Linked DNA regions of Manis pentadactyla: region 2 is linked to region 1. The links are chromatin contacts, called in public Hi-C maps. All regions are on one chromosome and are shown on one strand. Each heading gives the region's core, a stretch centred on a gene start, on an enhancer-like site or on the middle of the called end of the contact. The rest is flanking DNA. Distances are from core to core; before and after follow the strand shown.

Region 1 (3,893 bases), core at 930-3,429:
GCTGTTGTTTCTCCAGCTGGGACTCCAGGGACTTCATCTTTCTGCCCACATTCCCTCCTGGGGGTGAGACTTGCTCAGTGTCCCAACGTCCCTAGCGTTCCACAGCCCCCCAGCCCCAGCCCCGGCCCCCCTCACCCTGGCTGCTCAGGGCCTTGACCTCAACCTCCGTGCTCACTGTAAAGTTGCTGAACGTCTCTCTCAGGGCGCGCAGCTCCTCCTGCAGCTTGGAGTCTGGGTGGAGAAGATGTGGATAGGGCAAAATGTGGGGGCTGTGTCCACCGTCACAGTGGCCAGCGCTCCCCCTACAGCTGTTCCCCACGGATCACCCTCCACCCCACCCTCTTCCCCAGGAAATACTGCTCCCTTCCTAGCCCAGGCCCCCAGGCCACCCACTCTGGGATCCGATCACACAGACAACCACCAGCAGCAGGAGGCTGAGGCCCAGAGAGAGCAGGAGGAGGCGGGGTCCGGAACAGAGCCGCCAAAAGAGCGGCTGGGGAGGAGGCGGCCCTGCAAGAGAAGGCACCAGGGTCTCAGGGACAAAGGGGAGCCTGGGGCAGCCCTCGGGTCCTGGGAGAACAGGCTAAGTCTCCTCTAATGGTCTAGGAGGAACCATATAGATTAAGAAATCTGGGCAATGGGTGACCCGGAGGGGCCAAAGGCAACTGGCAGTGAAGGGAATCGGGGTGGGGATGGGTACCAAGCTTTGACTAGCCCTAGTCTCACCCGCTCTGAGCCTTTGCTGACACCTAGTGGCCTAACTGTGTCACTGCAACTGGTGGAGCTCGTCAGAGCTTGAGGAGCTTCACCAACTCCTCAAGAGTTTGTGGGCTTGAGGAGACCAGAGGGGGAGGGTCAGTTGGGGGGGAAGTCACTGCCCCTGAAGGTGGGGAGAAGGGGGGTTTCTTCCTCTCCCCATGCATCCCACTCCTCTTTGGCTGAGCGCAAGGAGAGAAGGCTGAGTAGCCAGACTTCACTTCAGGTCCCTCAAGTTGCTCCCTGCTGGGGAGCCCTGAGGGTATGAGACGGAATGTGGGGGCCTCCCCTCAATTCTCTTCTCCCATGAAGCCCCTTCCCTGTAAAAAGTCACTGCCCGTTCCCATTCCTCAAGAACCTTCTCACTGAGCCCAAGCGTCCATGCTAGCACAAGAAAGAAGGGGGGCTGCTTTTTTGATGCAGGAGGACCTCATCCTCCCTTGGATCAGAGATCCCTCCGCCTCTTCCCAGAAATCGAACTCCATGATGAACTGATCCCAGGCACCCCATACACACACACACACACACACACACACACACACACACGCACACGGCAAAGCTCACCAGGTGTGGGAAGAGAAAAGGAGTAGGGGGACTAACTTCTTCCAAGTCACTCCCATGCCCCTGGGTCCACCCTCTCCCCAGGGTCCTGAGAAATGGGTGACACAGAAAGAGTCAGGAGGCACACAGAAGCCTTAGACCCCCATCACCACAAAAGGACTCCAGCTCCAGCCCCACACCTTGTACCTTCCTAAGAGGGGCAGCTCAGACAGCATGTTCCTGGGAGTGGGGCAACCCAGAGGCCACAGGAAGAAGCAGGAGCTGAGGTGAGGGGGCTACCAAATGCTGCCCTCTTGGAAATGGGGAGACGTGCCCCCTCACCTCTTCTGAGCTGATGATCATTCTCCTCATTGTCCAGATGCTGAAGGTCTTGATATTCCGTTGTCATGGTAGGGCTGACTGGACCTGGGACTAGGTCAAGGCTGGGGTTAGGGCTGAGGTTGGAGCTGAATGGAGCTGGGGTATGGGATCCAGTCCCTTTCTAAGTGATCCATGGCTACATGGAGACCTTTCTTCTTTCTCCTATTCTCTCCCAGTCCTGACATCCAAAAATTCATCCTCTGAAGGTCTCCCACCCAGCCCCCACCCCTCCTGACAGTCCCCACCATTCCCTCCTCCACCCCACTTCCCAGCCAGTCCCTCTTGCCTTTCTTCCCCTTTTACTTGCTGAAGGTCTGGAGGTTGACTCCTGGGTCCCTCAATGCTGTGCAGATCCCAGACTAAGAAAGGGGCTGAAGCCTAGAGAATTGGGGTGCGTGGACAGCCCTGGATGGTGGGAGGGGAGGGGGCAGGGTCCACACACGGGCCCTGAGCCCTGTGTTCTGTGTGTCTGTGTGTCTGAGCATGCTGAAACTGGCATCCCCAGGGCCTGGGACTTTGGACAGTAAACAGAGGTGGAATGGATTAGGAACTCAGTGAATGTTGGGGGACGGGTTGCCTCGGCTTTCCTCCCCAGGGAGGGGCCTCCCTGTCTGCCCCCTTGCCCCACATGCCAGTCACCTCACTCTTCATTGCATGATTTGGGAGAAGGGCCAGGACCAGGAGGGGCCAGGGACACAGATTGCTGTTTTCTCTCTGCCTCCCTCCTTTGACTTCCTACCACTCAATTTCTCAGAACTGTTTGTATTTCCAAACATCCCTGACCATGATCAGAGGGACCCATTCTCTGCTCTTGCCCAATCCAGGTCTGTGACCCTGGCATCTGAGGCTAGGCCCCAGCTTCCTGTGGGGGCTCAGGAGTCCCAGCTCGAGGCTCACTGGCTCACTCTCCTGGGGATAAAGTCTTGCAAACAGCATGGGGGGCAGTGGGGAGAGAGACAGGGGAGCAGGCGTTTCCCACCTCAGCTGGGATCAATGCCAACAAGCTTCCACTGGCTCCTACTGTATGCTTGGAGCTTTTCATTCATTAACTTCTCTTACTACCCTCAGAGCACATCCTGACTGTGGATGAGGAAGCTGAGACCCTGAAAGGTAAGCACTTATCCAGGAAGGAAGCAGCAGAGGGAGGACTAGAACGTGGGCAGCCTGACTCCAGGACCTGTGTGCTGTCCCCAGAACCCATTCCCATCCTGTCACCATGGCAGGGCCCTGGGGTCCCAGAGATGCTAAAATGCAGTCCCTCACAGCCCCTGTGGCAGTTTCAGAGAGGAGTATATGAATTAGAATTCGAATTAAAATTAGAATTATTAGAATTAGAATTAGAATTATAATTAGAATTAGAATTAGAATTAGAAATTGAACAATATTAAGATGTTAATAAGTCTCACTTTAGGCCCCAAATATGCAATTGTGCAAGCCCTTGTGCGGCTCTTCCAATGAGAAAACCAGACTAGGGTTATGAGAGTTTTACATTATGTGAGATATTCAGGATCATGTCCCTCGCATAAAGTGTGAAAGCATGTGCGCGCCTTCATTAATCTGTGTCTGGAAAAGTCCCTGTTGTTTGCATGCCCTGGGACTGTGGCCAATAATTTTGGTGACTATTGGGCTGTTAATTCAGCATTCTCTTATGTTATCACTTACACTCTGGTTCATTCAGGCAAACAAACCCACACTGTTTTTGTCAGCATAGAAGTAGTTGGAAGAGGGGTGGGCAGGGGGACTTCTTGGGTAATGGAAATGATCAGTTTCTTGAGTTGGATGCTGTGTTTGGTTTGTTAAACAGCAGCAAGCTGGACACTTATGATCTGTGCATCTTTGTGTTTGCATGTTATACTGGAATAAGATGTTCTTGCAATCTGATTTCTACCTATAACCACATACCCCAAACCCACTGATTAGGGATCAGTATTTGGACCACAGCTGTAAAACACCTTCCAAAGCCAATAACTTTAGAATAGGAGTCAGGGGTGAAGAAGGCCAAACAAGAATGATACACTGAGCCACTAATTTCCAAGCAAGTCCCCTGTAAACTACCAGAAAATCCTGAGAAACTACAAAAGCAGCTAAAAACAAAATATGCCACAATAGTGGTAGATTTATGCACTCTGAAAAGTCGTCCACCCTTTGCATTTATTCCTTTAGGAATATATATCTTGAGGGAAACAAAAGTAAAAATGAACAAATGGGACTACAAC
Region 2 (3,413 bases), core at 568-3,067, 130 kb before region 1:
CCGCGGGAGGGGCGCCCAGCCCTGGTCTGCCAGCCACCCGCAGACCAGCCGGGCGCCCGCATCCCCCACTGCGGCCACTGCCACCACCAGCGCTGCCCCATACCCACCCAGGCCCCGGTCTAAAGCATGAGGGGCCAAGTGCACGTAGGGGACGAAGTACCCGCCCCCCACTAGGGCGGTTCCCAGAGCAAAAACTAAGAAGGCCCGGCGTTTGAAGAGATCCAGGCCTAGGGCAGCTAGGGGCCCGCGGGGTGGGGAAGGGGTGTCTCCAGGGAGCGCCAGAGGTCGCAGCAGGGCACCACAGGGGGTGAGGTGGAGGGTAATGGCGCCAAGGAGAAGCAGGGCGCCCCGCCAGCCGAAAGTATCAAGGAGGAGCTGCAAGGTGGGCGCCAGGAGCAGTGAGGAGGCCCCATTGCCCGTGAGTGCCAGCCCCACCGCCAAGACTCGACGGCGGGAGAAGTAACGGGAGAGGGTCCCGAGGGCAGGGGCGAACACCAAGGCCCAGCCGGAGCCTGCGAATGGATATGACGGGTGAGGACGGGGACCTGGGATGCCTACCCCAGCAATCCCAGCCCTGCTCCTTGCAGGAGGCCCCCGCCCCGTTGGCCTCCAGTCATCAAAAATCTCCGGTGTCCACCATCACCCCTAAGGACCCAGGTATCCCTCTCCTCTCACCGGCGAAAACGCCCAAGCCAAGGTAGAGGTGCAGCTGACTGCGGGCGAAAGCGGAGAAGACGAAGCCGAGCGAGGTGAGGACGCCCCCAACCATCACCACGGGGCGCGCTCCCCAGCGGGTGCTCAGGGCACTGCCCACTGGGCCTAGAAGGGGGCGGAGTCAACGGGAGACACGCCCCTGGGCCGCCAAACTCGCTCCAACATTTCTCATTGGCCGTTTGCCTGGTCTAAAGCTCCTCCTCCAGCCTAATAGCTCCTCCCCTTGACCCCAGGACCCATTCTTTTCTAGAAGTTGGTTCTACCGGTCGCCCTTCAGATTGCCTGGTAATTAGACGGGTCCCCCACGATGACACCCACGGCCCCTCCACCCCCGTTCCCGCCTCCCACAACGGGGCCCTCCCCTCACTGGCTGCCTGCTGCACGGCCAGGGCCAGAGCGCTGACCCACGCAGTATCCTGAGCGCTTCGGTCAAAATGCTCCGCGAGGTCAGGGAGGACAAGGCCCAGGGAACGTAACAGCCCGTAGGAGAGCCCATTCACCGCGAAGGCTGCGGCTGCCACCACCCAGCCCCAGCCCCCGTCCGGGGGTCCGGCCGGCTTAGGGGTCATCGCCGTCTGGGGGAGGAGGAACACGTGTGAATAAAGTCTCAGAATCTGTGCCTCCTCCACGGACATGGGCATCCCTGAGACCCAGCTTCTGGATGCTTACCCAGGGTGGGCTCGTCACCCTGAGCACGATAAGGAGGGGGCGGGGGGAGCGGGAGCTAGGCCTAGGGATAGAATTCCTGGGTCCGCGCGAGGTACCGGGACGGAGTGACCGCCGATCCCCCAGCCCCGGGACTCCCTTTCCCACACGCACCCCTTACCCCTTACCCGACCTCCCCGGTCGCTGCGGGGAAGGAAAGGGCGAGGACTGGCTTGGCCCGGTTTCTCCCCGATTCCTAGGCGGGCGGGGCCCCAGAGGGGAGCCAGAGCAGAGATGGAGCCCAACTTACGGGCTCTCTCGGTAAACAGAGATCACCACAGGGGGCCTGAGCCACCTGGGACACTGGGGCTTTGGAAGGCGGGGGCGAGCTGAGACAATCAGCCAATCTGCTGAGCTACGGGTGAGGCCAGAAGCTGAGTCCCACGGGGATTGAATTATATATATATATATATACACACACGCACGCACGCACATCAGAAGAGAGCGGGGAGGAATGAATGCCGCCCCGCCCCGCTCACGCCCACGCACCTGCCACCTGCTGCGCACGGGGCAGACGAGTGGATTGCAAACCCCAGCAAGCCTAAGGTCTGTACGCAACGCACAGAAATAGGGGTGGTCCCCGCAAGACCTGAGAGGATGATTCATTTTATTATCAGAAAACGTTGCTGGAGGACCAGGAATATCGGATGTCAAATCACAGATCCACACTGAGTGAGTGCTGCTTCCGCGCTCAACAATAATACGGCCTCAGGGTTGGAGGGGAAGGAATATTATTATTATTACAGGAGCTATGACAGGCACTCTTTACGCTCATCTTTGCAATCTCACAATAACCCTGTGAAGAAGGTGTCATCTTTTACAGATGAAGTGACTGAAGCTTAGAAAGATTAGGTGACTTGCCCAAAATTACCCAGCTAAAAATGGTGGAAATACTTGAATTTACATCTGTCCAACTCAAGGACCATACAAGGAAAACAGACCTAGGACTGAAATAGAATCCGCCAGTGGCGGGAAATGGTGTGAAGACAGTTTGAAGCTAAACTGGCCTGGAAATGGTACACCTTTGCGGGGCCAGGGAGTTTATGATTCTAAGATAGGGGTTCATGGAAATAGAATGCATCCTGTGGTCAGAACCCTGAAGATTTAGACTAAAATTTTTAAAACAAAGTAAGAAATTTGAGAATTGAATTCAGGTGTTGATTTCTTGAAAAACTTTATTAAGAATATTCTTTTAATCTTTTTAACATTAGGATTAAGGTTACAACTGGGTCACTGCAGCTATTTGAATCGAGATATGTTCTTTGGTTTCATTGCTAAACATCAGAAAACTGGGCCATTTACAGTTTGGAGCGTGCATCATCTGACAGCCACATGATGGCAGTATTTCCTAATCATTAAGAAAGTGTCTGCAAATTGCTCTTCATTGCCTATAGGAGTAAAAAAAATCCAATGTCTCTACTTTGAAGATAAGGCCTTTCACAATCAAAAGTAGACTCAGACTACCTTCCCATTCCATCTTCTTCCCCTCTTGTACACCTTTCCATCATTCATTAAGTAGCATCTCAGCTGCTCCATGAACAAGTCTAGCTTTTTTCTCACTCCTGAATTTTTGCATATGTCATGCCCTCTGCTTGAAACATCGATGTGGTACAGGAGTCAATGAAGGGTGAAGGTCCTGCCATGTACACCCTAGGAAATTGGTCTCAGCAGGATCCCTAACCTGAGATGCTGTTGTGAAAGGTACCCAGGAGGGAAGGGAGAGCCCCCACTTCCTGAGTTGACTGGGGAGGATTCTGCTTCAAGATGAAGGAAGCCAATGGAAACAAATCATGTAAAAGTAAAGTGAAATGCAGTAAAAAGAATTTAAAATGCATGGCAGCCAAAGAGGCGACAGGGCCCTCTGGGTCTTGAAGTTGTACAAAGTGATGCTGAGCACGTTGACAGATACTTTGGAACCCGGAGGGCATCCCACAGCCTGGGACTGGAGTGATTGGTTGTGAAAAAGCACACTCCTTTTCTACCTCACATTCCCT

Evidence for each region. Hi-C and Micro-C count contacts between places; a contact is called where the count stands out from the background.
Region 2: a contact with region 1 is called in a Hi-C map of skin fibroblasts, with 7 times the contacts expected there. The contact joins the promoter of SLC16A11 here to the promoter of LOC118917898 in region 1. A contact is called at or near these places in 3 of 3 Hi-C or Micro-C datasets (blood, fibroblasts and skin fibroblasts).

Annotation. Positions count from the first base shown.
Region 1 is chr4:136,166,459-136,170,351 of mManPen7.hap1, reverse strand. LOC118917898 (asialoglycoprotein receptor 1) reads right to left here and starts at 2,179. Exons shown (of 10, transcript XM_036896237.2): 1 at 1,981-2,179; 2 at 1,639-1,728; 3 at 394-510; 4 at 136-231; 5 at 1-57. The coding sequence starts at 1,705.
Region 2 is chr4:136,296,818-136,300,230 of mManPen7.hap1, reverse strand. It overlaps SLC16A11 (solute carrier family 16 member 11), which reads right to left and starts at 1,817. Exons shown (of 5, transcript XM_036896108.2): 1 at 1,548-1,817; 2 at 1,082-1,289; 3 at 676-819; 4 at 1-512. The coding sequence starts at 1,283. SLC16A13 (solute carrier family 16 member 13) reads left to right here. Exons shown (of 5, transcript XM_036896109.2): 5 at 1-92.